Linked DNA regions of Mus musculus: regions 1, 2, 3, 4 and 5 are each linked to region 6. Evidence: chromatin contacts called from public Hi-C, HiChIP or PLAC-seq, Micro-C and promoter capture Hi-C data. All regions are on one chromosome and are shown on one strand. The core of a region is the stretch at or near the end of the contact, and the rest is flanking DNA. Distances in the headings are between cores, read along the strand shown.

Evidence for each region. Promoter capture Hi-C pulls out the DNA fragments that hold promoters and counts their contacts. Hi-C and Micro-C count contacts between places; a contact is called where the count stands out from the background. HiChIP or PLAC-seq counts read pairs in DNA pulled down with a chosen protein or histone mark.
Region 1: an H3K27ac HiChIP or PLAC-seq map of embryonic stem cells shows a contact between it and region 6, with 5 times the contacts expected there. The contact joins the enhancer-like site here to the promoter of Selenof in region 6. A contact is called at or near these places in 6 of 39 promoter capture datasets (cranial neural crest, embryonic stem cells, hippocampal neurons and 2 more), 3 of 115 datasets of contacts at active chromatin or transcription factors (embryonic stem cells, large pre-B cells and stem cell-derived neural progenitor cells) and 1 of 9 other capture datasets (adipose tissue).
Region 2: a contact with region 6 is called in a Hi-C map of regulatory T cells, with 6 times the contacts expected there. The contact joins the promoter of Znhit6 here to the promoter of Selenof in region 6. A contact is called at or near these places in 2 of 484 Hi-C or Micro-C datasets (CD4 T cells and regulatory T cells).
Region 3: a Micro-C map of embryonic stem cells shows a contact between it and region 6, with 5 times the contacts expected there. The contact joins the promoter of Ccn1 here to the promoter of Selenof in region 6. A contact is called at or near these places in 1 of 39 promoter capture datasets (embryonic stem cells), 1 of 484 Hi-C or Micro-C datasets (embryonic stem cells) and 1 of 115 datasets of contacts at active chromatin or transcription factors (pancreatic cancer cells).
Region 4: a contact with region 6 is called in a Micro-C map of embryonic stem cells, with 8 times the contacts expected there. The contact joins the promoter of Ddah1 here to the promoter of Selenof in region 6. A contact is called at or near these places in 1 of 39 promoter capture datasets (embryonic stem cells) and 1 of 484 Hi-C or Micro-C datasets (embryonic stem cells).
Region 5: a contact with region 6 is called in a promoter capture Hi-C map of embryonic stem cells, with 4 times the contacts expected there. The contact joins the promoter of Kyat3 here to the promoter of Selenof in region 6. A contact is called at or near these places in 7 of 39 promoter capture datasets (cranial neural crest, embryonic stem cells, hippocampal neurons and 3 more), 1 of 484 Hi-C or Micro-C datasets (uterus), 2 of 115 datasets of contacts at active chromatin or transcription factors (astrocytes and embryonic stem cells) and 2 of 9 other capture datasets (adipose tissue and liver).

The regions. Positions count from the first base shown.
Region 1 is chr3:142,838,928-142,842,756 of GRCm38.p6, reverse strand. Pkn2 (protein kinase N2) reads left to right here. Exons shown (of 22, transcript NM_178654.4): 3 at 3,395-3,549. Among named protein-coding and RNA genes, the nearest start is that of Pkn2, 41 kb to the left of the region's middle. Within about 2 kb of position 1,781, at least 6 of the 459 cell types and tissues checked have an H3K27ac peak or open chromatin away from gene starts, as enhancers often do. A contact at or near this core is called in embryonic stem cells, where this site is marked.
Region 2 is chr3:145,573,747-145,577,490 of GRCm38.p6, reverse strand. Znhit6 (zinc finger, HIT type 6) reads right to left here and starts at 1,283. Exons shown (of 10, transcript NM_001081094.1): 1 at 495-1,283. The coding sequence starts at 1,123.
Region 3 is chr3:145,648,151-145,652,035 of GRCm38.p6, reverse strand. Ccn1 (cellular communication network factor 1) reads left to right here and starts at 2,051. Exons shown (of 5, transcript NM_010516.2): 1 at 2,051-2,306; 2 at 2,601-2,814; 3 at 3,159-3,503; 4 at 3,625-3,839. The coding sequence starts at 2,244. Gm17501 (a long non-coding RNA gene) reads right to left here and starts at 1,959. Exons shown (of 3, transcript XR_003954574.1): 1 at 1,116-1,959; 2 at 1-653.
Region 4 is chr3:145,756,308-145,760,014 of GRCm38.p6, reverse strand. Ddah1 (dimethylarginine dimethylaminohydrolase 1) reads right to left here and starts at 1,323. Exons shown (of 6, transcript NM_026993.3): 1 at 851-1,323. The coding sequence starts at 1,153.
Region 5 is chr3:142,698,866-142,702,636 of GRCm38.p6, reverse strand. Kyat3 (kynurenine aminotransferase 3) reads right to left here and starts at 1,589. Exons shown (of 14, transcript NM_001293560.1): 1 at 1,462-1,589.
Region 6 is chr3:144,568,966-144,572,629 of GRCm38.p6, reverse strand. Selenof (selenoprotein F) reads right to left here and starts at 2,203. Exons shown (of 5, transcript NM_053102.2): 1 at 1,831-2,203. The coding sequence starts at 1,905. Hs2st1 (heparan sulfate 2-O-sulfotransferase 1) reads left to right here and starts at 2,414. Exons shown (of 7, transcript NM_011828.4): 1 at 2,414-2,896. The coding sequence starts at 2,773.

The sequences.
Region 1 (3,829 bases), core at 532-3,031, 1.7 Mb after region 6:
TGTGCACCACTTTTACACAATAAAGCACAAAACAGGACCAATTCTGAACAAATATTACTACCAATGTTGTTTCACCTTAATAAAAAGCTGTAACACCCAACAATCTTACCCATGTCAGTTGCTTGTAATGCATTAAGAAACCTAACCTGAGTTGACATTGGTTTATTAAATATTTAAGCAACATTTCTTCAATTGATAGCATTTGAGAAAGGTTACCTTGAATATACAAAATAAGAAAGCTCCATTATATTTTGAGTAGGTTTCAGGTGACTATAGAAGATAAGTCTTCCTGTAGATAGGAAAGAGGAACTTTAGGAAAATATAAGCAGGTAGCTAAGGTGGCAGGATTCTGAAGCACTTTTGTTTATAAGCCATCAGTTTATGAATACCAAATGAAAACCAAAATGTTGGTCACTGAATAGTACTTAGTGCCTTGTAGACTTGTAGATAGAAGCTTAAGCAAATGGGTAAGTGACTAGTGCATCTGTGTAATATACTTTTATTAAGTTAGATTTGCTTAGGCTTGCTTCAACTGACTTTCCCCCAGCTGTTTTAAATGAAGTAAATAGCTTTGTCCCATTAAGCAGACACTCTGGCTGTACAAATGTACCTTTATGGATTTTGAATATAGAGTCAGCTAGCTATAAATGAACACCAAAGGTAATCTATGATCTGAGTAGTCATCCAGCTAGATCATTATATTGCTATATGGTTGCACACCACTTGGATGACCTTCAGACCTTGTTTTTATTATTTATTGCAAAGAAAAAGAACCTAGGCAGTATGTTCCTCCCTGGGGTATTTTGTGAACAACATGTTTTAATAGAGTATAGGTCAAGCATGAGGCACTGAAGCTCACATGATCAGAATGTAAAACCTCTGTAGATGTAGGTAAAAATCTTAAACATTTCCCTACACAGGAAGAAAAGACTCAATGTCAACCACATTTCTAATCTCAAAAACATCAAGGTGGTCTGGGAAGATTCCTGAGAGCATTTGATGCTCTGCCGAGGGCCTGAGTTTCGTTCCTAGCACACACTTAGCCACTTGTAACTGCAGTTCTAGGGGGTCCAGTGCCCACTTCTGGCCTCAACAGATAAAGTCACTGCATGCTTGTGGTAGACTTACATACATGCAGACAAAAACACATTCCACAAGAAATAAAAATAGATATTTATAAGAGTACAGTTAGGGAAACGGTTGGTCTAAAATTAACGCTAATTTCCATGCTCTAAACCTATAAAATATCTTTGAAACATTTATTCAGTTGTGGTTTTATCAAAAATATTAAAAGTTCCAGCAACTAGTCAGCAACATGGCTCAGTGGGGTAAAGGCTTTTTCCACTTCACCTAAAGACGTGGCTATCCCCAGGACCCTATGGTAGAAGGAGAAAATTGACTTCTCTGAGTCGTCCTCTAATGTCTGCATCCCCACAGCGGTACCTGTGCATGGGTTGCATCTGCATTACAAATGTGATTTCAAAAGAGAAGGCACCGGAAGCAACATATCTGATGTACTGTATGTGGTGAAGAAGGCTGATAGGAAATCCGTATTTGTTCTGACCTTTGGACTTTTCATCTTTAGGGCTCTTTTAACCATGTTGTATTTTCTGGTAACTTCCAAGGTTACCATATATGTTAGCCAGGCTATGTTCTCATAGCTATACTGATGGTCTGTGGACAGGAGGGTGTCCTGTTGCCTTTCCCTATATCTTGTCTACAGTTGAAAAGTCCTTGTCTGTGCTGTCTATCTTGTTAGTGACATTACCCCAGTGGCTCATAATTAAACCTTGGCTTTTAGGATGAAAATCATCCTGGCCACTTTCACTTTCCTATTCAGGACACAAAGGCCTAGTTATTATATTTTATAACAGCTATTATCTGTATCTTTTCTTCTTGACAGCAAGATTTTCTTCATTCTCACTTACATTGCTGGGAGCTTTATTTTTAACCTGGTCTCATTGGGGAGTTGGGTCTTTGTGGATTGGGTTCGTATGGCTTGTTTGCTTGCATCCCTGTATTTTTGTTTTTTCTTTTTGTTTTTCTTTTGGGGGGGGGCAGGATCTTGTAGTCCAGGCTGGCCTCAAACTTGCTGATAGATAACAGTGCTGAGATTATAAGTTCATCCTGTTGTTTGTTTCCTTATTTCATGTTTTCAGTGGGTCTCCATCCTCTCTGTACTCATTTATATACAGGTACAAATTTATAACAAGTCCAAGATTTCCTTTATAATGGCGTCTACATGTTACTTCAGTTTCTGCTGTTAATCCCAAATCCAATTTTTCCTGTAATAGTTATGTTTGCCTTGTCTTTTTTATCTTCCTATTCTACACAGTAAATATTTTAGTGCTGTAATCGACTTGCAGTAATAGAAAAGGATTTAATATACAGCATCTTTAACAAAACATAATAAAGTTTGTATACATGTTTCTAAAGACAAAGAACTTTATTGCATCATCAGGCAAACCATGCTGTTATAGGCAGCCCTAACAACCAGGATTCATCTCGTGATACAACTTAGGTCCCCATCACCTTTCATCCGCTGGTTCTTTCTCAGACCCATTTCATTTCATTTAAAGGCAGATGTTTAGACAGGGATCTTTTCTCCCTTCGTCCCAGGCTAAACACCACCCGCTGTCTTACAAACAATACATTCCTGATCTCTCTCCAGCAGAGGGCTTGGTACTTTCTATATACTTCAGTTCTTTTTAACTCATACTAAGTTCTGTTTGTAGAGAATTACCAGGGTAGAATTTATGTAATATTTAGATATTTTATTCTCATATCAATAATGTGACAAAGGGTGTGTGATATCTGCATATTTTATTCTCATCAATAATGTGACAAAGGGAGAATTTAGTTATTGAATAGAATAGTCAGATTGTGTTTAAATGTATATAGTTTAAATGTAGTATTTGAAAACCTTGTAGGCATAACTCATCTTACCACAGACTGGTTTCAAATTCACCAAATAGCCCACACTGGCCTTAATCATGTAATGATCCTTTGATCTTAGCCTCCTATGTGTAGGGATTATACTGTGCCAGGCGCCAAATGGTCACTTCTGTGGGGAGTAAGCTGAATTAAGGTAGTTCTGCAACTCAAGTAGTTCCTTTGTTTGAGTTGGTTGAATTCTTTATTATCTGTAAGCACAAGGAGATTTCATTTAAGTGACTTGAAACTTATTTCAAACTCTTGTTTTTTGAATACATTAACTTACACATTATGTTTTCAATGATAATTTTTATTACTATATATCAATTGTATGATATCATGGGTTTTATTGTGCCATTTTCACACATTCAGATAACATATTTTGGTCAGATTCACCCTGACATCCCAGTTTTAAGCAACAGTTGATTCTAGTAACAATCATGTGATATTTTGTACACAGATTGTCCGAGGACTCCAGATACTCCAAATAGTGACTCTCGTAGTTCTACTAGCAACAATAGACTGATGGCCTTACAGAAACAACTGGATATAGAACTTAAAGTAAAGCAGGGTGCAGAGAACATGATACAGATGTACTCAAATGGCTCTTCAAAGGTAAGGAAATCCCTAGTATTTATATGTTCCGTATATATGAGTTTGCCTACCCCCTAAAATTTCATTTGTCATCCCAGGATCCGAAATAGGAGTAATTTGACTGTCATTGTTAGCCTTTCAGGGTGCTGGACTTGGTTTGTCTGGCAATCCGAGCTCTCTGCTAATGTCAGCAGGTGATTGGTGCCTTCCAAAGCTCTCCTGGTGTAAATGGGAGTCGTTTTCATTCCATGTAGTGCTCCATTTTTCACATGTTTATGGTTTCAGTTGGTAAGTTTAGAGT
Region 2 (3,744 bases), core at 34-2,533, 1.0 Mb before region 6:
GTACCAGTCAGTTCTATCAGCTCAAGGAGTTTGAGACTGAATCTGACCACAATCTGATCTTCTGTACTGTCACATGAGCACATTAAAGAGACTACATCCAAGAAACGAACATTCATAGGAGCCCGGAATAAATTCAAGAGTAAGTTGACATGTGTCTATTAGTCTACCCACTTGCTGGTTTTTGGTTTATATTGGATGGCGCCTCTAATCCTATTCTCTCTAAAAGAAAGACTGCGAAAGCGTTTCTTATTTAACAAGCTCTGGCTCCACAAAGGCCTTCTGATGCCCAGAATTTTCACTCCCTAACCTGGCCATACCCTTCTGGACACAGTCACATCACACTGTGTCCTCGAAAGCGTCACGCCCAACCTGAACTTCACCACTCAGACTTCAGGGACCCACGTCACGCCTGGTTTAACTTACCTCACTTTCTGCTGTTAAGGACTCGTCCACCCAGTAGTCTATTTCCCATCTGGGTTTTCTCCCCGCCCTACCTTGACAGAGCCAATTTCCTCTTGCTGCCCACTCGGGGGTTCATCTGGGGCTCTTCCTTCACCTTCGCGTCTTCCATCGCTTCGCTCTTGAGGGAACCCTCTTCTTTTATAGGCGCTGCATCCATCACTTGCTCTTCCTTTACGTTCTGACCAACAAACAACTCCTGTTTTATGGTCAAGTCCTCCTCCTTCACTTCTTCCCAGTCCGTCACCTCCTCCTTCACCTTCACCTTCTCTTCCTTCACTTCTGGCTCATCCACCTCCTCTTCTTTCACCACCAGGCTACTATCCGCCTCCTGCTTCACTTCCAACACGCCTTTCTCATCCTTCACCTCGGGCCCGCCCTCCACCTCCTGCTTCACCCACTGGCTGTCCGCAACACCACTGTCTAAATCCGACCAGTCTACTACTTCCTGCTTCACCACAGCTAAGTCCATCTTTATCTCCTCCGCATCCTCCGTGGTCTTAGTTCCTGCCAGTCCGTTCCTCTCCTCTCCATCGCCAGCTTCTGGGCTCCCGTCTAAGTCCCTGGCTCCCTCCCCACCAGCCGCAGGCCTCGGCCGCGCCCCCTCCGCTACCCTCTGGGAACCTCCTCCCGGAGTCCCTTCCTTCTCAGCTGCAGATTCCATGAGCTCACGAGCCTAGGCCGAAGCTGCCACTCCGTTCTTCACGGTGGCACCACCAAGCCAATAAGAGAGATTACCAAACGAACCGCCGACAGCGCCACACGTGCAGCAAAGCAGCCGCGGCAAGCTCTGCACGCCTGCGGGAAGCCGAGCTAGCCGTAAAGCAGCTGTTCCGGCCACGACTCTTCACGACGTGTAGCGTTCTTTACGGCACGGCGGCTTTCCGGCCCCACTCCTTAAAGCCAGGTGAGACCACGCCCACCAGGACTCCCACCCAGGGGCGGGGATCTTGCCACATCCTTTCTCAGGCGCTGAAACTGCTGTCTTGGGAACTGGAATTATTGTCTCAAATAAGTGACCCACTTTAATCAGTATTAAGGATTAATTCTAATAATGCATGGCAATAGATACAGACTCCCATGTTCCTCCAAAGTTTAGACTGTATAAAGCGGTGGTTCGTAACCTTACCAGTGGTGTGGATCTTTATGTTCCTCATGTTGTGGTGACCTCCAACCATAAAGTTATTTTTGTGTCTACTTCATAACTATAATTTTGCTACTGTTATGAATCGTACTATAAATACTCCTGGGGGGTGGGTGGAGAGGGGGAGCAGAGGTTTAGCAAAGAGGTCGCGACCCACAGGTTGAGAACCGTTGGTCTAAGGTTTCTTCACTGTATACTAGGGACCAGGACATCCAAAAACGCCTTTAATCCTAGCATTTAGAAGCCAGAGGCAGGAGGATCTCTGTAACCTTCAAGGCTAGCCTGGTCTACATAGTAAGTTCCTAGGGTCAGGGCTGTTTCAAAAACAAAACAAATAGGAGAAGGAAAAAGAGGAAGGGGAGGAGAGACACTCTCATCTGCTCCCACAAAGATTACATGAAACTATGCATGGGAACCAACTACAAAAAGATCTACAGCCGGCAACTGAAACGCTGGCTGTCACAGGGTAATTGTAGCCCCTAATATCCGTATAGTGAAGCACTATACCCCAATACCTCAGAATTTTGACTATATTCGAAGACAAGGCTTTTAAGGGCATAACACTTAAAATAAGGCCTTTGGCTGGGCCCTAGCCCAATCTGACTGGTGGTTTTTTGTTTTTGTTTTTTTGTTTTTTGTTTTTTTTTTTTTTTTGTTTTTTTTTTTTTTGTTTTTCGAGACAGGGTTTCTCTGTATAGCCCTGGCTATCCTGGAACTCACTTTGTAGACCAGACTGGCCTCGAACTCAGAAATCCACCTGCCTCTGCCTCCCGAGTGCTGGGATTAAAGGCACGCGCCACCACGCCCAGCTCTGACTGGTGTGTTTAATAAGAGGGAATTTGCATATAAGTGGGATGGATGCACGTAGAGAAGGGTACTGAAATGTGAGAAGTCATCGGTTTGCCAACCAGGGAAGCCTAAAAAGGCAGAATCTCTGACCTTTGACTTTTTCTATAGCTTCTTGAAATTTGAGAAAACAAAAAAAAATGTCTATTCACCCCAGGAAGGAACTGACAACAGACCAAAGGATTCCACTCAAGTCCAACTTGGTGAGCTGGTGATTGTATTGAGGTTATTTACAGAAGTGTCATTCGTACTTCTACCAATAACATTTGTGTTCTAATTAATAGCGGAAAAATACTGTCTATATATACCATGCTTTCTTCATTTGTTAATCTATTGATAGATACATAGGCTGATACCATATCTTGGCTGTTGTGAATAGTGCTTAATCAGCATGAATGGGCAGGTTTCGTTTTCCTTCCTTCCTCTGTCCCTCTTTCCCTCCCTCCCTCCCTCCCTTCTTTCCTTTCTTTCTTTGAGACAGAGTCTCTTTGCATAGCTGTGGCTGTCCTGATGAGTGTCCTCATCAGCTTTGTAGACCAGGCTGGCCTTGTTCTCACAGAGATCCACATGCTCTAATGTGCAGGGATTAAAGGCATGTGTCACCATGGCCAGTTTTTAATAATAATACTCTATAAATTTATTATTATTATTATTATTATTATTATTATTATTAGTTTTTTTGAGACAGGGTTTCTCTGTGTAGCTCTAGCCCACATGGAACTCACTCTGTTGACCAGGCTGGCCTTGAACTCAGAGACTTGCCTGCCTCTGCCTGTGCCACCACACCCAGTAGAAACAGATTACTGAGCAGTATGATGATTTAGGTTCCTGTAGCTTAGGAAGATTACAACTGCTGGAGAAGATGGTACCTTTAATTTTAGTTTTCTAAGGAACCTCTATATTGAGCCCTATAATGGCTGTGCTATTTATGTTCGTACCAACTGTATTAGTCAGGGGTCTTTAGAGTCACAGAATATGGAATGTCCTTCTGTATTGAGGGAATTTGTTATGATGACTTTGAGTCTGTTCCCCAACTCCCCAACAATGGGCAGCTGTGAATGGGAAGTCCAAGGATCTAGTAGTTAGTTGCTCAGGCCCATGAGGCCAGTTGTTTCAGCTGGTCTTCTGTAGAAGTAGATTCCAACAGATGTGCTGGCAAGTAAATGCAAGCGGCGAAGAAGAGGGGATCTTCCTTCTTCAATGTCTTATGTAGATCTCCAGTATAAGCTCTGGCCCAGATTAAAGGTATGAACTATCACGCTTGGATCTGGGACTTGTTTTGCCCTAGGGATCCC
Region 3 (3,885 bases), core at 802-3,301, 1.1 Mb before region 6:
GAATTCCAACGAATTTCCTGCTCTGGGAACAGAAGTTAAGTCTATATTTAACAACATTTGAAGCTGTCAAGAATGCCTTGTGGTTGGATAACAGAGGGAGAAAAATGTTAAAAACGCAGGCTACTGCTATACCCAAATATGGAAATATTGTTACGTCTGGTGTCTGATTCACCATCTGGAAATACTTACAACCATGAAGTCAAATAGAAAAGACGCCACAACAGAAGCCAGGAACCCTCCTCTCCATTCTGTTTCTCCAGCGCCTCCTTCTACCCTGTTCCTTGCCTTCTCCACCCTCACCCCCTACCCTCCCGAGCTTCCCTAAGATGGAAACAATGAACTGTGCGCAGGAGGAACTGTTCTCTAATAAATCGGCCAGCCGAGGGGACCAGGCCTAGGCTTTGCTTTCATTATTTGCATAACACTTGACAACCCATTGTCTTTAAAAGTCCCCACCCCCAGAAAGCCTTGGAGAACCTACCGCCTCTAGCAAATTCCTCCAGGACTTACGAAAGGGCGCTTTTGAATGAATGAACTTAACTCTTTCCAGTAACAGCTGTCTTCACTGGAGTGTGCGCAACAGCCTCTCCTTCTCACTGGAGTCATTCATAGAACAGGCAACGCAGGAGGCTCTCTTAAGCAAGATCGCGAAGCTGCAAAGGCAGAGAGGCCCTAAATATTAAAAATGAAGAAAAGCTATCCCAGTTTATGAATGGCATTAATAACCCCAAATAGGGTCTTGTGTGGGAGGGGTGTCTTCAGTTGTATGTTTAATAAGATCTTAAAACCCAACTTCCTCTATTACAGTGTTGCCTTCTAAATCCCTCATGTCTCGGAACTTGGAGGGAGCCACTGCACTACCCTTGAAAAAGAAGGCTTCTAAGTGATCCAAAACAAAGGAGTTAAACACATGGACGGGCCCAGACACACACACACACACACACACACACACACACACACTCACACACACGGGGGGGGGGCAAACAAATACACACAGCGAGACACATAGGGGGCGGTGGGGGAGGGTGTCTGCAAACACCCCGAGTCTTTTTTCCAGCTATCCACAGGGCACAATGGTCCTGTTAGAATCTGTTTTGTCCCGGTAGCTTTTGCACCTGGTGATTTCAGGACAAGTCACTCCACGGTGGTCTCCTCCGCTTCTGCTTTGGCTGCTCAGTTTCCACCGCCGCCAGTCCAGGGAGAGAGGCCAGGAGGGTTGACCCGGCCTCCGGCATCCGTGAGGAAGTGGACGTCAGGCTCCGGGAGAACTCTGCACTCGTTTCCTCTTGGATTTCCAATGCAGGCAGTGGGCTGGAACTAAAACTGGGAACCTCCAAAAACAAACAAGTACAACATACCAAAAAAAAGGGGGAGGGATGAGGGAAGACCTCTGGCTGGAAATATGCCAGCGAAGAGGGAAGCTTCCCTCCCCCCCCCCATTCATAAATGCCACTCCGGGTATTAATTTGCAATACACTTCTCTTGGCTAATAAACATCATGCCAAAGCTTTGGGACTTGATCCGAGCATGCCTCTTTGAAGTCCACAAATAGATCCCTGGCTTAGAAACCAACTCCCCCTCCCCTTTGGACTCTCAGTAGATAACTTTACTCTCACCTTGGTTGTAAACAAGCAAACAGCTCGCTGCCTTTCCCGGTAGGCATCACCAAACAAAACCACTTTTGTTCCTCTGTCTCCCGCCCTCCCATGTCTAGGCAAAGATCTGAAGGGTTCACACCAACACATACACCACGCCCCCCCCCCCCATATACCCTCTTCAATCAAAATCATCACCCTCGCGCCCCAAGCATCCCGCCCTCCCCAAAGGAAGTTGTTATTTAAAGTGGAAAAAAACGAACTTTTTTTTCTCTCTGATGGATCTGAGAAGAGGGGGGAAAAGGTGCAACGGAGCCAGGGGAGGTGCTTGGCAGCAGCCCGCGCCAACCAACATTCCTGAGATGTTTGAGAATTCTAGAACGCGCCGACAGAGCTACGTCACTGCAACACGCGGCGCCTAGGCAGGCATTATAAAGGGCGGGCTCCCGGCGCTGGGGCAGACCGTGAGCGAGAGCGCCCCAGAGAAGCGCCTGCAATCTCTGCGCCTCCTCCGCCAGCACCTCGAGAGAAGGACACCCGCCGCCTCGGCCCTCGCCTCACCGCACTCCGGGCGCATTTGATCCCGCTGCTCGCCGGCTTGTTGGTTCTGTGTCGCCGCGCTCGCCCCGGTTCCTCCTGCGCGCCACAATGAGCTCCAGCACCTTCAGGACGCTCGCTGTCGCCGTCACCCTTCTCCACTTGACCAGACTGGTGAGTTGGATTTTTTTTTTTAACCACTGCTTCCCGGTCTGCCCTCATCGATTCCTTTCCCCGGGCCATGATCTTTCACCGCAGGGAAAGTTAGACTGAAAAGTTCGGAGGTAGCTGTTGCTTTATGCCCAGGGGGCCTCTTCCTGGGACGCAGCCGCTGGGGTGGTCAGGCTGCCGGGACGCGATCGAGACACTTCTGGTGGACGGAGCCCCACAGCCAGACCTAGGCTCAGGGCAGTTTACGTGCCTCCCCGAGCAATGCAAAGCAATCTCACGCGCTTCTCCCTCTTGCAGGCGCTCTCCACCTGCCCCGCCGCCTGCCACTGCCCTCTGGAGGCACCCAAGTGCGCCCCGGGAGTCGGGTTGGTCCGGGACGGCTGCGGCTGCTGTAAGGTCTGCGCTAAACAACTCAACGAGGACTGCAGCAAAACTCAGCCCTGCGACCACACCAAGGGGTTGGAATGCAATTTCGGCGCCAGCTCCACCGCTCTGAAAGGGATCTGCAGAGGTAAGAGGCTTGTGGTTTGGCCCCTTTAAAAAAAATAATAGTCCCCATAGTCCAGAAGTTTAGTAATTTTGAGACCATGTATGGTGGACGCTTTGTTGATGGTAGCTTGGCAGAAAGGCACATGATTTCAGCAGTCTGGAATGCAATTCAGAGTGTCTGGGCCCAACGAAAAGCGCATACGGAAAAGTGATTCCTGACTAACTTATTGTTCAGCTCTGGAGTCTCGGGGGAACTGTAGGGAACTTTACCATACATTGAATTGAACAGCGGAAAATATGTATGAGTTTCAGCCTGTGGCGGCGAATCTTAACCTTCTCCTCTCTCTCTTTTGGTCGTCTTTGCAGCTCAGTCAGAAGGCAGACCCTGTGAATATAACTCCAGAATCTACCAAAACGGGGAAAGCTTCCAGCCCAACTGTAAACACCAGTGCACATGTATTGATGGCGCCGTGGGCTGCATTCCTCTGTGTCCCCAAGAACTGTCTCTCCCCAATCTGGGCTGTCCCAACCCCCGGCTGGTGAAAGTCAGCGGGCAGTGCTGTGAAGAGTGGGTTTGTGATGAAGACAGCATTAAGGACTCCCTGGACGACCAGGATGACCTCCTCGGACTCGATGCCTCGGAGGTGGAGTTAACGAGAAACAATGAGTTAATCGCAATTGGAAAAGGCAGCTCACTGAAGAGGCTTCCTGGTAAGTGGATATAGAGTCCTTAAGACACTGTGCAGAAATGCTTTCTTGGTCTGCAACTTTGTAGAAACCAGTGTGTGTATGCAAGCATCTAAGAAGCCTTCCATTTCCTTTATCTTTCTAGTCTTTGGCACCGAACCGCGAGTTCTTTTCAACCCTCTGCACGCCCATGGCCAGAAATGCATCGTTCAGACCACGTCTTGGTCCCAGTGCTCCAAGAGCTGCGGAACTGGCATCTCCACACGAGTTACCAATGACAACCCAGAGTGCCGCCTGGTGAAAGAGACCCGGATCTGTGAAGTGCGTCCTTGTGGACAACCAGTGTACAGCAGCCTAAAAGTAAGTTTCTTTCAGGGCTTGACCGTGATGACCCCACAGGTGGGTG
Region 4 (3,707 bases), core at 74-2,573, 1.2 Mb before region 6:
CAGAAAAATCCCAGGCCAGATGGCATTTTAAAATCTAAACTCGTGTGTCTGTGCCTCTCTCCCACTAACCTACATTATTTTTAAAGCAGTTACAGCCATTTCTACAAGATACGATAATGTGTTGGCCCCTTGAAGAAAACAAAAAGCAGTCTTAATTGCAGAGAGAGAGGGGAGAGAGAGATTAAAATGACAGAACTTATTAAAAAAACAAAAACAAAAACCAAAAAACCTCCCATTGCTAATGAAACGGAGCACCCCGCAGCAAGCACAGCTTTTCAAACCCGGCCCATTCACAAACACATTTAAACACAGCTCACTAACAAAACGCTGAACACATTCGCTTGCCAGTTCTTCAAGACTCACTCGCCACCACTGAAAAGTAACTTGAATTCCTTGGGTCTCTGGGCATAGTCTCTGCCTGGTGTCACCTGGTCCGCCCTGCCAGGAGCTCCCCCAAAGGAATCCCTGCAGGACTTGGGGACCCCCCCCCCCCAAGCCTCCACCTGCCCTCCGGGAGGACCCTTCTCTGTCCTCACTGGCAAGGAAACAAGAGTAGCATTGTCCTCAGCGCTGTGTAATTTGCAAGATAGAACCTCTGGCGCTCTGGGTCTCCAGCCCAGCCACCTGCCCAAGTCCTCGTCACTACACTCCAACTGAGATCGACTCAAAGGCTCCCCGACTGCGAGGAGGTGTGAACAATGAAGTTATCTGGCTCGGATTTCCCACACCCAGCCACGCCGCCCGGAGTCCGGCGGTGGGAAGTTGGGAACTGAGCCCGCGGGGTCAGTTCCACGAGCGTCCCCCCTCGGCCGCGCCCCTCGCGTCGTCTGCCCGGGGGCTGGCCCGTTACCTCCTTCCTGCGGCTGGGCGCCCCGGGGCGGGTGATGAGGGCCGTCTCCTCGCACACGACGGCCACGTCCTCCACGAACACGCAGTCGGGCAGGCTCTCGTCGGCGGGCAGCTGCACCACCTGCAGCCCCAGCTTGCTGCCCAGCACGCCCACGTAGAGCTCGTGCTGGCGCTCGGCGCGAGCGAAATCCACCTCCTCGCCCTGCGAGCGCCTCAGCGCGTGGCGGCACAGGGACTCGGGCGGAGCCCGCACCACGGCGTGGGTGGCCCGGCCGAAGGCGGAGGGGTGGCCGAGGCCGGCCATGGTTCGCGCGGAGAGGAGGCGACGGTGGCTGGGTTTGAGTCGGTGGCTCGGTCCTCCCGAGAGCAGCGCGCGCCCAGCCTGCGAGCCTGCGAGCCTGCGAGCGCCCGGCGGCTCCTCTTGGCAGCCGATGAATGTGCTGCTGCGGGAGCCCGGCTCGCGCCCGGAGCCCTGCCCGCGCCACTGAGCATGCCCAGAGCTCCGGGCGCCGGCCCAGCGCCCGCGGGCCTATTCCTATGCTCTCCGCATCTGCCGCAGACCGGCCTGGGTCAATCGGGATGCGGAGGCCAGGGACTTAATCAGCAATGACTCCCTCCGTGGTGTGTGTATCCCACCGCAGGTGCACGCCTCACATGGTCCCCATGAGGACCTGGAAATTAGGCAGTGCTGAACTGGACCTGCTGGAGAAGACTTCACGGTCAGGGGACCAGGTGAAGGGCGATTGTTTATGGATAAACTTTCCCTTTCTCTTCTTCTCTTTTTATCCAGCACGTGGAACCTCGGTTCTCAGCGTGGCAGCCTGTCTTCACCCAAATTACCTCGACTTTCTCCAAATTGACCAACTGCCCCACGTGAAACTCAGTATAGTATAAAGAATGCATTTCTTCCCACCCAGGAGAAAGTAACCCAAAAGACAGACACACAGTTACAATAAGTATCTAGGAACAGTGATACTTCAAGCCCACAAGGCAATTTAAAGTGGGAAGAATGCCTCTTCTTGTTTTCTCCGTTTTTCTTTAACTGCACTAGGCTTGTCATTCAATAAAGGAGTGTTTATCTAGAAACCAGCACACATACCTACCCTATCTCATCCCCATTCGAGGCTGAAGGCACAGAGATAGGGTGAGGGATGGTACTGTGGGCTTTAACAATGTCCTATTCCAGGCTTCCCAAGATACACTTCAAAGTCACTGTTTTAATAAACCTGTGGTCACAACAGACCTTGGGCGACATTTCACCCCTGATGAGCTTACAGCATCCATTCCGAGAAGGATCAACCACCTCATCCAGTCCCCACAACTACCTTAAACAACGAAGACTGCAAGAACCCAGCTGTATCTCACCAGGGCAGTGGGATTGGCAAAACCCTCGCCCCCCCACCCCCCACTTCCTCTCGCTAACATTCTCATCAGGACTCCAAAGATGGACTTGGGAGTCTCCGAACCCCGTAATGAAGCCACGTGGATGAAGTCTTTATCTGCTCTTCACCAACACGCTTCTTTTGAGGACTGGTGCTAGAGCTTAGTCCCCGGGGACGCCCAGAGCTTTTGCCCTAAAGCTCAGGTAACAAAGATTGACCCTAGAATACTTTTCTCAGTGCAATCAGTTCTGAAGAAAATGTGATTCCAATGTGTTTATTTCCAGAGCCTGCTAGAAGCAAGGAGCTAGCATTTTGTTCCCACAATAGAACTCTGCCCCCCCCACCCCCCACCCCCGCGGTCACAATTCAGTTCCTTGACCTTCGGAAGGAGATTCCAGCTTCCTTACAGCCTCGCCCTTCCTGTGGGAACACACCTTTCGGAATTCCTGTCACTTCTCGACCTTCCCTCTTTGCCGCTCAAGAATCCGTCCTTTCTTTGATGGTGATACAAAGCCTGTTCTTTTTCCTCTTTCACATATCAAAGTTTAAATAATCCAGGGGGTGTGCTCTTCTCAAGGAGACCACCTCCAAAATTCTGAAATAGTCTAAGGCGATAGTCTCCTCCCCCACGGGGTGCAGCACACTACTAACGTACAGGTCATTTCCATAATCAAGTATTATAATTGAACGAGGTGTGGTGGCTTGCACCTAAAACTCAAGTCCGATTGAGGCAGAGGGAGGCTTGAGGCTAGCATGGTCTACACAATGAGTTCTAGTTCAGTAGAGGATACATAAGAAGCTCTTGTCTTGGGTAAGCCACATATATTTATAAGCATACGTATGTATTTATACAGACACATATGATTTGACTGTGACCTTAGAAACCCTCTCATTTGATTATTTTGTCTAGTGTTTTGAAACCCAGCTGTGGCATCCAGTATCCGCGTCAACCTTTTGCTTGTATATTTTAAGCCCTGTTTAACAAGACCAGAAATATTCCATGTCTGAGGATCTATCCTGCTTAAGAAGTTCTTCGGTTTGAACTTCAATCCCCTTGGTCTCAGTTCTGCCTCCTGATGAAAGGGGCAGCGTTCTTTCACAAGCCGCTATTCACATATTTGAAGGCAGTGCTGTTATCTCTGCAGTCTGTCCTGACCCCTGCACTCTTGAAGCCTGATCTAGCAGGAAGCAGCTTCTGATTTGGTTTCACAGTCCTTTTAACATTCTCATGTTCTTCCTTTTGATGAAAACCAACTTGGCCATATCCCTTCTAAGACACCCAGACAAAAGATGATTGTCCCTACGCCTGACTGACGGACACGATGGCAGTTTAATCCAGATGGGAATATGCTCTTCTCAAGGGGACCATCTTCAAAATCCAGGCTGTACTTCTCCCTCGTGTTCTGTAACATACGACTAATTTAAAGATCATTTTGATCATTGAATAATATTTTTGAACCAGGTATGGTGGCTTGC
Region 5 (3,771 bases), core at 340-2,839, 1.9 Mb after region 6:
GAGATATGTGAGTCAGGGTGACCCAGGCAATCTAATCATGGCATAGGGTATATCAAATATGAAACCCATGTTAGATACACACGGATCAACAGAAAACTAAAACTACCATTTTATCATCTCTAGGGTGGACTGATTCAGAACTGGAAGACCGTGGGCAACCTAGAGGTTAAAAGTTGAAGGAAAAACGCAAATCTCAAAGGTAGGCAAAGCATTCACAACTCAGTTTAAACATGGTTAAAGTTTAGTGCTCTGAATTTACCACTCAAACTACCAAGTTACAAATCTGACCCATAGGAGGTATACAGACATAAAGAATAGTTGTGTTAGCAATCTGAAAACGTCAGGAACCTTCAGGTTACCTAAAAGCTCAAGAAAGATTTATCAGAGACAGCCTCTTGATAAATAACACTGCTCCCTTTATTTTCACCACATGCCATACCTGTTAGCCGGGTTCTAGAGTGTTTATAAAGTTCGCTAATTGCAACAGAGCGAGGTGAACAGGGTTCTAGCTTTCAAAGTACAGAGGCATTCAAGGCCATATGAAGAGGTGAAGCATGAATAAAAAACACAGTCAAGTTTATCAGCATAAGTGTTAAGAGGCATTATCAGCATAAGAGTTAAGAGGCACCATTCAAAACGGGCTTTAAGGCCGCGTGAAAGTGAGATTCTCTCACAAGGGAAGCGGTATGGTCACCTGATGCCGAAATTAGGGTACCGCACACAGGCAAAAGTTGAACAGATTTACAGGCTGGCTGGCTGCAGCCCTGAGCAAGCTTCCCGTGTGCCACCTACCTACCCAGCAGCCCATAGGTGGAACACTGAATGGAGGTGCTTAGGGGCGAGCGGCTCAGATCTACAAGAATGCTTGACCTTCAGACACCACCAATTAAGACTGCTTTTGTCTTTTGCAAAGCTCCGAAAAGATAATCTCAAGCTTCTGGTTTAACTGCTTTTCCAACCCTGAACTTTCGCCTTATCTGGGCTAGGGAGGTAGCTCAGTTAGTAGGGATGAAGCTCTGGGTTCCAACCTAGGCACCGAATAAAACCAGCAGCGGTGGCGCACACCTCTAATCTTAGCACTGGGTGTGTGGGTCGGGTGTGTGGGAGTGGAGATAGGAGGATTAAAAAGTTCCTTTGCCACAAAACTACTTCCAGAAGAAGAGACTGTCTCAAGAAACAAACACAAACATCTTTCACGGATGAACTGAAGTCAGTATTGCCCTTGCAAAGGTGCGTTCTAAACACCCAGACTACACAATCAAGAGTAAAAGGGACAAGGGTGGACTTTTCTCCAAAGAAAAGCCTGTCAACCCCAAGATAAATCCCACAGTCTCCGCTGTGGTCCGACCATGTGCCTAGTACGGGCGCTTCTCCTGCCCGCCGACCTCCCTTTGGCTCCCGGCTCCGCAAACTCTGTATGCCCCGGGCCGAGTCACCGCTCACTACGTCCCGCCCGCTTACATCGTTCTCCTGGTTCCAATGCGTCCCTGGCCTTAGTCCGGAGGTCGCTAGGTGTCGCCGGGGTTCCTGGCGGAATGCACTCGGGGATCCAGAAGCAGAGTGCAGCAGGAACCCTCCTGATTGTAGAGGAGGCGGGGTGGAGGCGGTTCGTGGCTCTGACCAGGGATTGGCTCCGGTATCAGGGCTAAGGCTACAGATTGGTTACGGATTTCTCCAATCGTGGCGCGCCCTGTGAGAGTGCACAAGAAGCTCCCAGGCTAGGGGACAGGGCGTGGCCTTGGCTGAGTATCCAGGAAAAAGTGGAAGTGTGCGACTGTTTGGAGCAGAACTGTTTTTAAATCTCCGCTGCGTGGATTCGAAGCAGGTTCTAGGAGAAAGACTTGAAAATGCTTGAGAGGCCGGCCTGTGTAGTTGTCTATGTGTTCCCTCTGATGGGGAGAGAGGAGGGAGAGGGAATCTTTCCTTCGGAACTGTAAAGTGATGCAGGACCTAAAAGGCGGAGGAAGTGACACTGAAGCGGGAGGACAAGCTGTTAAGAGCACAGCTTGGGGGTTAGATTTTCTTCCTCTTGCGTTTAAAGGAGTCGAGGTGTTGTAGTTCACGAGAGCGGCTGAACGCTGTACTCACGCCTGTAGGAAGGAACAAAAGCGGATTTGGTTGGATGCACTGACCTTGCCACAGTGAGCCAAGCGCTTCTGTATTTTGTTACGAACATTAAAGGTGCTCATTGTAAGCAAGGGCACAGGCAGGCTGCTGAACTGACCGACCCATGGTGGGAAGAAGATGTTTACCTAAGATATAGGAGAGAGAGAATAACTAGAGGATTTGGGGAAAGTCCAAAGCAGTTATGGGAAGAGAGCAGAGAGGCAGACTGGCAAGGGCTGTCTCTCCAGAGCAGAGGGAATAGCAGGAAAAACCTTGCGAGTTATAAAGAAAAACCGGTGGCTGCAGCTTCAGGTGTGTGTGTGTGTGTGTGTGTGTGTGTGTGTGTGTGTGTGTGTGTTTGTCCTGTGAATTGGAACAGCCTGGAAGTTTAGAATAGAAGGGGAGGAGGGCTTGAGAGCTCTGTGGCTTTGGTAGGCACTTTGTATCTTAATAGGCAAGTGGATTTTCCTGGCAGACAGAAGGTTTCAGAGGTCCTTAAGGATGAGGGTGAACTTTTGTCTCTCCCTGAAATTCTACAGTGGAGCTTGAGGTGAGGCAAGCCTTCATTTTGAACCCAGTCAGCGGGTCTGTCCATATTCGGGATTCTTGGAGTTTTCCCCTTTGGACCTAAAACTCATGACGATCTGGAATGGCTTTATCTGCAGTCGGTGTTCTGTTGATATTGCTGAGGTTGAATTGGGGAACATCGCAGTTCGTTCTCAAGGTTTTTGAGGCTAAGTGGCTGCTCGGTGTCCCTTTCCTTTCTCTCTCTTCTCCTTTTCACATACAACCATTACAGTAAGCTGCTAGTTTCTTATTTCAAAACACAGGGTATGTTTCATGACCACTGTGTTCCTAGTTTCTGATATAATTACACTGCCCACATGGTGGACTGCTGCCTTTACCGTTTCTTTGACTTGTGGTTTCCTTGCTCATTAGAATGTCAATTTGCTGGCTGCAGCCATCTTGGAGCAAAACATGGAATCTACAAGTTGAGTTTACTGTTCTTTGTTTGTCCTTTTGTTTTCAAGATAGGATCTCACTGTGCACCCTTGACTGTTTTAGCTACTTAGCCCATTGTCCCCCAAATTCAGACACCCTTCTGCTTCAGCCTCTAGAATGCCAAGAGATACAGACATGCAGATGCTTGCTCAGCTTGTGAGTTGTAAATTAGTGCTTCCCAGCTAGGCAATAATAGTGATGTTGGCATTAATTTAAATGTTTCAGAAGCCTTAGCAGAAAGTGTGCATTTACCCTCAAAAAGATTGCAAAGGTTTCTCTGTCTCTTTCTGTCTCCATCCACATATATTCTCTGGGTTGAATGCAGTTCAGCTGCTAGCACTTGCAATTTAAACTAGTCAAATCATCTTCGAACTGTTGTCTTAAATTTACATATTATTATAGTAGGGAAAGTGATTGAAGATATGAGGTGTATATGTAGATGATAATCATCAAAACTGCCCTTGGGAAAAGTTCAACAGTAGTCTTCTAGATGTGGGTTCACTGCACATCTCCCAGCTAACATCAGAAATCACGAAAACACGCAAGCTTCTGCTGGGTGAGAACCTGGTGTGAACACAGGCAAGCCTCTGCTGGGTGAGAACCTGATGTGAACACAGGCAAGCCTCTGCTGGGTGGGAACTCAGAGTGAACACAGGCAAGCTT
Region 6 (3,664 bases), core at 954-3,453:
AACACCGGGAAATAAGCCTGGTAGACAACTTTAAAGACAAACTCTACCTTAAAAGCAAGTGGGAGTGTTTAAGCACAACAGCTTTAGATTTCAGAGATGTTGCTCTAGATGGTAAGGGCAGAATGAGAAAGAATTAGATGTGGAAGCCAGTTAATGGATCATAGGCAAGCCAATATACTGGCCTGAATAACCAAACTCAACCCAAATGTGCATAGAACACATGTCTAGCTTGGGCAATAAGGAAGTTGATAAAGGCAATTTTTACGTAAGAGTCTCAATGCAGAAAGAGGCAATTCGAAGAAAAGCCAGTGGGCTGTTATTTTCAAGAAGAAAGGTCTCATAGTATTGAACTGGTTTTCAGGTATATTTTGGAAGTAAGAATAAGAAAGGCTAGGTAATTGCCAGTATATGCAGTACATAGGAAGGAGTCAACAAGACATCTGAGTTTGAAGTTAAGATTGGGTGGACAACCACCATGGCATACAGGTAGCCATAAGTTCTTCCTACTCTAGTCCTAGCATGTACTGACATTTCTTTGCAATGCAATTCTGTCACTCTTCCCATTCGGCTGTGGAGTTGGGAAGAGTTGTTCACCTGTGGCGTGGTCTGGGGACTTACTCTGACAAGTCTAATGTGATGGAGTTTGGATCTATTTACACAGTGGGAGGATCTGGCTTTCTGTTTTTAGCCTTGTCTCCCAGGAGGGAATCTGTGATCTCCATGGCAAGGTCTTAAGAGGCTTCTGCTCTTTTGGAGTATTGTCCTGAGACGGCTGTGAAAAAGAAGTCAGTCATTTACTGGGAGATGAGTTAGCAGCAGAACTGAGCGGTCCCTGTTAATGGCACTGACTAGAACTACAGTAGCTTTGGGTTTTTAGTTAAATTCACCAACTAGCTCAAACAGTGCATCCATGAGGGAACTGCTTCACTAACATAAAGGATGGTTAAATTGTTTAAAAACATTGATTGGCAAGGGGGTGGGGGCAGGTATTTACAAAGCCATAGCCTACTGAGATTTTGAAGATAGTTTGAAAACATTACTCCTTTGTTACTTTTGGTAGTGGTAACACATTCAAACGACTACAATGGGAGGGAAAAGCCAACAATTTACTTATGTTTCCAGTATAAAAGTTTAAAGGGATGTTCCCTAAGTGTTTTCTGAAGTACCAGATGTTTCAAAACAACATTGTATTGCAATGTAAGACGCTAAGAATCCACTCTTTGGACAAAGTAAGAAAAGCAGAGACAACGTTTGTGAACTATAAGACCTATGAAGAACAGAGTATTTAGAGACCTACGGTATAATTTTAACTTTCCAAAATCTTGGACAAATCACTTAAGTATCCTAAGTACAAAGACATGTAAATATGGGTGGAAAACTCCCATAGAGGAATTTACCAAAAATACAGTTGCTTCATGAGTAGCTAAGTAAGTCAAAACCAGGTTAACTCCTTTCAGAGATTTAGAACCCGTGTCGTCTGGTTAACGAGGAAAACCGCTTGTCTGGACCAAAACCCTTTAAGGTTTGGGAGTTTGTAAGCAGCGGTAGTTTCATTCACTTGTGTCTCACTCAAAGAAACGTCCCTCCTTTCTAAGCATTACTGACTATGTACCCTCTGTGCTCTGAAAAACCGATCCTAGCTGCCTGAAGCGAGGAAACCATCGTCTCTAGAGCTCCGGCTGGAATTCTGCCACGTTTCATTCCGGATGGAAGCGGCCGCTAAGGCAGCCCGTTCCACGGGCGGCTCCCAAGCGTGGCCCCGGGTTTGCCCTTCCACATCCGCGCTCTCCGACCAGCCTTGAGGCAGCCCCAGAGGCGGTCCACACTCACCGCTTGAAACGCAGTCGCCAGCAGCAAGCGCAGCCCCAGAGCGGGCCGCAGCCACCCACCCTGCCCTGCCGCCATCCCTGCGGTCTGCCGTCAATCTTCAGGGGTCTGAGGACCCCTGTGCCGGGGACGTCCACTGCACTGCCTGACGCGAAACCCGCCGCGAAAGGCCACTGCTACAAGCCTATTATCCCACAAAGACGAGTGTTAGTTAGGCGACCATGGGAGCCTGTAAGTGATCGATTGTTAAACAGTCCTCAGGTTCTTTTAGAGATTCAAATTAGGCATTTTCCTAAACTCCCCACACCGGGGCTTCTTATTCACGACATTCAATCGGCTATCCACGAAGCCCCAGCTCGGCCATCAGTAGCCCCGCCTCCTCCAAGTTTACCCAATCGGACAACGCCTTGCTTGAGTCCCGTGACAAGGAACCCAACCGTAAATCGAACCGAAAGGGCGAGAAGCGGCCTCTCTTCGGACCAATGAACACCACTGTACCGGAGGATGGGGGTGGAGCCTCTGGTTGCCGGGCAGCGTGCGTCAAGGCGTGCGCGTGGTGGCCGAGGGGGAGGGGAGGGGGCGGGCCGAGGGCGGCGCAGCCGCAGCCGCATCGCCACCGGAGGAGCGCGCGGCCGCGAGCGACCGAGGGAGGGAAGGGAGGAAGCGAGGGAAGAGGGCGTGCGGCCGTGGGGTCCCGAAGCCAGGGGGCAGCGGCAGCGGCAGCGGCAGGAGGGCGCCAGGGCCGTCGAGTGGGCCGGGGAGAAGCGTGCACCAGGCGGCCGGCGCTGGCTCCCGCGGGCGGGAGACCGGAGAGGAGGAGGGGGTCGCTGCGGCGCGGCAGTCCGCGCAGCTCCCGGGTCGGGGTCTCCTCCCGGCGCTTCGGTCGCCCTCGGGGCCCCGCTCCCCGCCCCCCGCGGTATGTCTTGATCGCGAGCGGCGGGTTTCATGGGGCTCCTCAGGATTATGATGCCGCCCAAGTTGCAGCTGCTGGCGGTGGTGGCCTTCGCGGTGGCGATGCTCTTCTTGGAGAACCAGATCCAGAAGCTGGAGGAGTCCCGGGCGAAGCTAGGTGAGGCAGCCGAGCGGTGCGCCGGGGCCGGGCTGGCGGGTGGGCATTGCCGGCTATAGCAAGTGGGCTTCCTCAGGGGGCCTCGGAGAACCTCGAGAGCTGGGACCCGGGCACGTCGAGCTCCCGCCACCGGGGAGGGAAGCTGGGCTGATGAGCTGCACGCGCGAGGTCTCTGGCCAGAGGGCTGCCCCGTCGGCCCTTCACTGAGAGAGGGGACCCAGGTCTGCCTGGAGCTGGTGCTGCTGGAGGACACAAACGCTCCCTCTCTCTTCTCTTCCAAATCGTTCTGCAAAGCCCCAGTCATGTGCAGAGATGGGGACTGGAATTTGAATTAGGGGCACCTGGGCACAGGATCCTTTGGGGATGGTGGTCGTGGGGAGATTCGTCGCGGGGAGATGGGTAGAAATGGAAGGAGACTCCGGGAATGATGGGGAGTGAAAGCGGCTCACCGTAGTGAGTGGCAGGCATGCCTGAGCCTAGGGCAGTAAGGGACCTTAGAACTGACAGCTTTGGTAGGCTGGCGGTGTGGGACAGCGGAGCCGATGATGGCACGAAAAGGAGACATCTGGGGGACTGAAGTTCTTTATGAGTGACGCTAAACTGGTTGATTTGGGCTTCAGAGTGGGGTCGTAAGTTTAGGCTGATTGCATGTACAAGAGGGGAACGTTGAGGGTTTGGAATTGCAGGGTTTACCTTGTGAAAGGAAAAGAGTGGGGAGAGTGAACCATATGGGTCTCTTAAAGCGTCTCTCTCAGTGCCCGAATGGAA